Regions from separate parts of the Mus musculus genome. Here region 1 is linked to region 2. A link is a contact called in public HiChIP or PLAC-seq data. All regions are on one chromosome and are shown on one strand. Each heading gives the region's core, a stretch centred on a gene start, on an enhancer-like site or on the middle of the called end of the contact. The rest is flanking DNA. Distances are from core to core; before and after follow the strand shown. Region 1 holds the start of Rundc3a (RUN domain containing 3A). Region 2 holds the start of Mpp3 (membrane protein, palmitoylated 3 (MAGUK p55 subfamily member 3)).

Region 1 (3,117 bases), core at 375-2,874, 370 kb before region 2:
ACTGATGCAAAAGCTTGAGCCCAAGTATGGTCCCAAGGGCAGAAATCTCTTGACACCACACTGGCAGGTTTGGAATATGAAGGCAGTAAGTGCTTCCGGCTAGGTCACAGATGCACATCCCAGCCTCCTCCTCACAGAGGTGATGTGCACAGACTTTCGAGACACTGGCAAAGGGGTGCTCTGACACAGAGACAACATGGCTGGGTATGTGTCCAGACTCCAAAGGAACCCTGGGTAACCGGAGACTGGGCATCAGGTGGGCATGATTTCGGGAAGAAGGAACAGGGCTGTGGTTTATGTTCACGCAAGTGGGACTGGCAAGAAAGGACAACTCGGTCCCACACCCAGGAGCACTAAGAGCCAAGACGAAGCACCCCATTGGACATGGAGGCTGCAGGTGGAGAAGGCAGCTGGCATGGAGATCCCAGAGGGAGTGGCAAGGACAGGTGGGGGCTTGGGAGAGAGCCTGCACAGCTGGTGGCTTTCTGGCCTCAGGGCAGGGCAGGCAGGGTGAGTCACTGCAGCCTTGAAGTGGGAAGGATTACTTTCCGGTGTCCAAGAAAGAGGAGAATTTTCCTAGCCCTGCAACTGCCCCACCCTCAGGGATTTAGGGATCTGGGCTCCCAGTCTTTACTTGGGGCCCCAGTTTCTGCAATTAGGCCTTGGGTGCTCCCTACAGCGGGGTAGTGCTCTCGACCTTCATTGGATGGGTTCAGGGCCTTTGTGCACAATTGGTCCAGCCACAGGCTGCTGCTACCTAGAAACACCATCATTGCTTTATGAAGGGTTGAGCATAGTAAAGTCTCTTAGGAAAGCTCCACTCCAAGACGCTAAGCAGGCAGGGGTGGCAGAGGGGACTTGGAGGACATTCACCCCCAACCCCATTGAGCTCCCTTTGCCCACCCTGCCCCCACTGCCAGGAAGAGAGCCAGCCATCCTCCCTCCTCCCCCCTCTCATACACAATGTCACTTCCTGGTTCTCACAGGAAACTGCAGTGCCAATTAAACTCTCTTCATCCCCCAAACCCCAGTCTGGGCATAGGCCTGGCTTAGCCAAGAATAAGGACCAGACATTCCAGCCCGCCTCCCGGTTCCGGGCCTAGGAAGGATAGAGAGCGCGGTCCTCCCTGCCCTGCCTTTTCTCAGTGTCTGCAGAGCATCCTCATGGGCATGCTCAACCCTTAGATTTCTCAGCCTGCTTCAACCTCTCTCATCACCCCACCCCGACCGCCAGCGGCGCCCACCTGCACACGGTGATCAGGTTCCTGCGCTCCACGATCACGTTGCGGGAAGATGCTTTCTTGGAGGGCAGCCCCAGAGCCATGGTGGTCTGGACAAAGCTCGCTTCCATCCAGATGTGCGGCCACTGCTGTCGCCGCCCGCTGCCCCCCACCCCACCCGGCGCCCCGGCCCGCCTCGCAGGATCACGGCTGGGCCGTCTGCCCCCGGGGGCCCTTCGTCTTCTTCACTGCCATCCCTCGGCCTCGACGCCTAAGGCCGGCCCCTTTGCTCCCTCCCCCGGCAGCGATTCCGGAGCAAAACAAGGCCGGGGAGGGAGCTCTCCGAGGTGCTGAGCCGGAGCTCGTCACCCCCTCCCCCAGTCGCCCGTCCCCCCTCCTCGGCCGGTGACGTCAGGGCCATAAGCCCCGCCTCCGGCAGCCCGGGACCAATCCGCAAAGGGCGCAGAGTTTTGGGGGAGGGGAAGGACCGAGGCCCTTGAGAGAGCGGAGGGGGTCCCCCGGAGAAACAACGGAGACTGTGTAGAGAAGGGCCCTTTCTCCACCCCCACACTCAAGGCTGGGGATCCTCGTCTGGTGTCTCAGCTTTGACGCTTCTTTCCCTTGTTTCTGGCCTGAAGTCGGTGCTATCTGTCTCAGATTTCTCATTGTACCCTAAAGAATGGAGACCCTTACCTCCTGCATCCTTATGCCAGCCCTGCCCCCCATCCACTCATCCCAGGCTTGTCAGCCCGGCCCAGGCCACTTCCAGAGACTGCAGGTGGCCTTAAGGTGCTAACCCTTCTGAAACTAAAGGCTGCCACAGAAGCTGCCTCTTCTGTCAGTCTCTGCGGGTTGTATTTATCTGCGCTAGCCAAGCAAGCCAGTCTCTCTACAGGTGGAGGATGGGAACTCAGCGAAACCATTTAGTCCAGAGCTTGGAACCACTCAGGATAGGGATTTGGGGTTACCAACAGTCTGGCGTCCTGGACTTCATGGGGTTCTTAGCAGTAGCCACCCCACCGACCAGTAGATTTAAGGATTAACTCTTTGGCAGCCTACATTGATAGGGGGCCGGTCAAAAATGGTTTCGCTTTTAGCTGGGCAGGACTTGAAGGCATAGTTTGTTTTGGCTTCTGTGCTATCTTTGGATTCCAGGTTGCTCTTCACGTCTCTGCTTGCCCGCTCCATTCCTGGTAAACCACTTCCAGGATTTGAACATTGCCCGAATTCGATTGGGTCATTCCTTTTAATGTGGAATGTAAGGCTATACATTATGGATATCAATGACTTATCAGATCTGATTTGCATTATTTTCTCACATTCTATGGGTTGTCTTTTAAAATTGATACTGTCATTTGATACTCAAAAAACTTGAATTTCCATGAAGTGTCCAACCTGGCCTTTGTTGTCTGTATCTTTGGTGTCAAGTCCTAGAAATCACTGCCTTTGTATGTTTTTGTGTTTTGTTGGTTTTGTTGGTTTGTTTTATTTTGAGACAGGATCTCACTATATAGCTCTGGCTAGCTTGGAATTCCATTTGTCAGACCAGAGTGTTCTCAGATTCACTGAGATCCTCCTGCCTCTGCCTTCTGAGAATTGGAATGCCCTACCATGCCCAGCTCCTTTGTACGTTTTGAGATAGTCTTTTGGGAGGCTGGACTGGAACTTGATCTGAAGCCAAGGATAATCTTAAACTCTGGATCCTAGTGTCTCTGCCGTGCCTGACTTCTTTTTCTGTTTTCAGTGTTGAGAATTGAGCCCAGGACCTGTGGGTTGTAGGCAAGTGCACTGCCACTGGACAGCCATCCCAGATGCCCTGTTTTCTTTGACTTGTAAAGGCTTGCTTGTAGATCTGTGGGCCACATTAAGTGAGTTTGGGATATAGTATCAGGTACTA
Region 2 (3,027 bases), core at 86-2,585:
CCTGGTGGTCCTGGGTTCTACAAGAAAGCAGACTGAGAAAGCCACGGGAAACAAGCCAATAAGCAGCACCCCTCCATGGCCTCTGCATCATCTCCTGCCTCCAGGTTCTATCCCTGCTTGAGTTCCTGTCCTGACTTCCTCCTGTGATGGAAGTGTAAACCAGGTAAACCCTTCCCTCCCCAACTTGCCTTTTGGTCATGGTGTTTCAACGCAGCAGTAGAAAACCTAACCAAGACCATTTCTTAGTTTTTCTCTGCTCTAAATGGGGCCTGCTGTCTGTCTACCCATATCACGTCACTGGGGCCTGTCATAAATGTAGACTGATACTACTTGCCCCACAAGCCTCAGGTGACTCATAGACACAATTTGGAGCAGCTTGAGGGACGAAGGGAAATTTCTTGGTGACATTTGCTGCCCTCTTACAGCCTGCCTGTTCACTGCAAGCTGCAAAGACTGTCGACTGCCTACCTCTCTGGGACATGTGCCTCCTAACCGGCTTAGAATGCGCTGTTCTTTGATGCTGTTATTTGAAGGGAGGGGACACACCCACCAGACCACGTCTCATCCTCTAAGACCCCTACACCACACCACTGCTCACTCACACAGTGGTACCTTTCTACTGCTTCCTGCATACACATCAGTTTCTTTAACTGAAGCGAGGAAATAATTTTGGCTCTCTATCTGAGGCTAATAATCGGTAATCCTAGGAGTATATGGGGATAGAGGGAGCACAATAGAAACCAGCTATTTCGGAGCCACCGCACCTCCTCCCCCAGCCCCCGCCCCAGTAAAGCCTGGGACACTAGAGTCTTTTTTCTTTTCTTTTTTTTTTCTTTCTTTCTTTCTTTTTTCTTTTTTTTCTCTTATTCAGCCCTACCTCCTCCCACCCAGGCAGGCAGCATCCAGCTGCCTTCTTCCCAGGCGTACTTCTCCTCCCTCGCGCCTCCCCGTCCCCAGGGCAGCGTGCACCGATAAATCTTTCGCAGCACGTAGCATTGTTGCCACGGGTTGGCCGGGCTGCTGCCCGCTGCACACCCCTCTCCCGCCCCCCTCCCCCGCCCCCCGCCCCCTGCTCGGCTTGCTAATGACCCAGCACAGCCTCTCTTCCTCGTTTGGCTTTGAAGCTCCAGCCCCTGGCACAGTGCCTGGCACTTGCGGGGCTCTCAATCAATGTTTGCAAAATCGGATTCTCGGCGGAGCAGGTGTCCACCGGGAGCCGGGGGCGCTGGGCGGGGCCTGCGAGGGGGGCCTGCGGGGCCGCGCTCCACCCCTCCGGGCCCGCGCTGCGCCCCCGCCCGTGCGCGCTGCCCCGACCCCGCGCGCCGCGACAGGGAGGGGCCGGCGGAGGCGGAGCCAGTAGCAGCGGAGGCTGGTGGCTCCCGCGCGGCTCCGGGTCACCGATCCCAGATCCTGGCGCGACGAGGTAAGAAGCAGCGCGTGGCACACAAGGGACCTGGTGCGCGGCGGGGAGGGGAGGGGGAGCGGAGACCCGCCCCTCGGGTGCACCACTGCCTTGCGGCCCACCCTCCCCGGCGGGGCTCCGTTCCCAGCCCGCGGTCCCCTTCACTGCTCGGCGTCCGCGCATCCCGTGCGCCCCGCTCATTCCCGCCGCTCTGCATCCCATCTCCCCCCACCTCGGGGGTTTGCTCCCCCCCCCCCAGCTCCTCTGGGAAACCGGCTGGAGCCGGGAGTGTGTGTTTGTGTGGGGAAGTCGGGGGCAGTCGGGGGCCGCAGCTGGAAGCCGCCGAGGGGTGAGCCCGGCGTGGGGGCGGGGGTCGGGTACCATTCTTCTGCCTTCGATGTGACTGGTGCTCCACGCAGCGGGCTGGCTCCATGTCTGTCGAATGAATGAATCATGAGTCCTTGTCCCTCTCTGAAGGAGGACTTTTTTGAGGTCCACGTGCTACAGAGCACCTGGGGAGGGGAGCTCTTGAGATAGGGTACCTGCTTCCGGTAGAACAGAAACTCCGCTCTCACTTCTTCTGTCTTCAGACTGGAGGCTCTCTTTGGGTTGGGGGCTGGAGGTGGGGTCGGCGGTGGGAGCTCTTGCAGGCCTTAACCAGGTACTTGTTGAAGGGATATTGAGACTTGAGCAAGCACTCTTGGAAGGTACCAGCAATAGAGAGGACAGAGCTTGTGGTCGAGAGCATACCGCACAAGCAGGGGGACTTTAGGCCAAGGTCAGTCTGGAAGAAGTGATCTGAGTACCTATTCTGGTTCAAAAGTTATTTAGGGATGCCCAGTCTCTGTTTCCTAATCAGTAAAATGGGTGCATTGGTGTTCATCCTTTAAGGCTTTCTGCATAGTCAGAAAAGAGCAGCATCTTTAGTGTATTGGGGGCGCCCAAGAAGTCTTGCTCCCTGCCCAACCTCCTCCCCAAAAAGTGACTGTTTCTCCCCCCCACCCCCCATCTTATTTCTTCTGTCCTCACAGAGGTCATAAGCAGATCCTGGTGATGTGTGTTCATTACTGAGAGATTCCTCTCCCACCCACACAAACTGTAGGGACAGCTGGGGACCTGCTGGGCACAGGCATGCCAGTACTGTCTGAAGACTCGGGTGAGTGTCCTTAACCTGGGCTGCAGCTTCGGGGGGCCTCCCAGGATTGGAGAAAACCAAACCATAAGCAGGACCAGTGCTGTAGCAGCTGCCTCTGACCGATCTGTTGCCCGGCAGGCCTGAGCCTGCAGGGTGAACGGTGTCAAGGCAGGATGGGAGTGTTGTCTGCGAGACTTTTCAAGGACAGGAAGTGCCACTGTTACTGGACCTTGTTTCTCTGGCTCTTCCTCAGGTTTGCATGAGACCCTGGCACTGCTCACCTCTCAGCTCAGGCCTGACTCCAACCACAGGGAGGAGATGGGCTTCCTGAGAGATGTCTTCAGTGAGAAGAGCCTCAGTTATTTAATGAAGGTGAACCCCCGCTGGCTCAGCCACCCCCCACCCCCATCCCTAAGGGAGGCTCTTTCTGTGCCATCTCAGCCACTCCCCTGCCCCTGGAAGGTTTCTAACTCATTAGTCAGGGCTTTCC

Evidence for each region. HiChIP or PLAC-seq counts read pairs in DNA pulled down with a chosen protein or histone mark.
Region 1: a contact with region 2 is called in a FOXA1 HiChIP or PLAC-seq map of pancreatic cancer cells. The contact joins the promoter of Rundc3a here to the promoter of Mpp3 in region 2. A contact is called at or near these places in 1 of 39 promoter capture datasets (cranial neural crest) and 1 of 115 datasets of contacts at active chromatin or transcription factors (pancreatic cancer cells).

The regions. Positions count from the first base shown.
Region 1 is chr11:102,391,910-102,395,026 of GRCm38.p6, reverse strand. It overlaps Rundc3a (RUN domain containing 3A), which reads right to left and starts at 1,624. Exons shown (of 11, transcript NM_016759.5): 1 at 1,245-1,624. The coding sequence starts at 1,351.
Region 2 is chr11:102,025,263-102,028,289 of GRCm38.p6, reverse strand. It overlaps Mpp3 (membrane protein, palmitoylated 3 (MAGUK p55 subfamily member 3)), which reads left to right and starts at 1,335. Exons shown (of 19, transcript NM_007863.2): 1 at 1,335-1,423; 2 at 2,434-2,558; 3 at 2,791-2,909. The coding sequence starts at 2,534.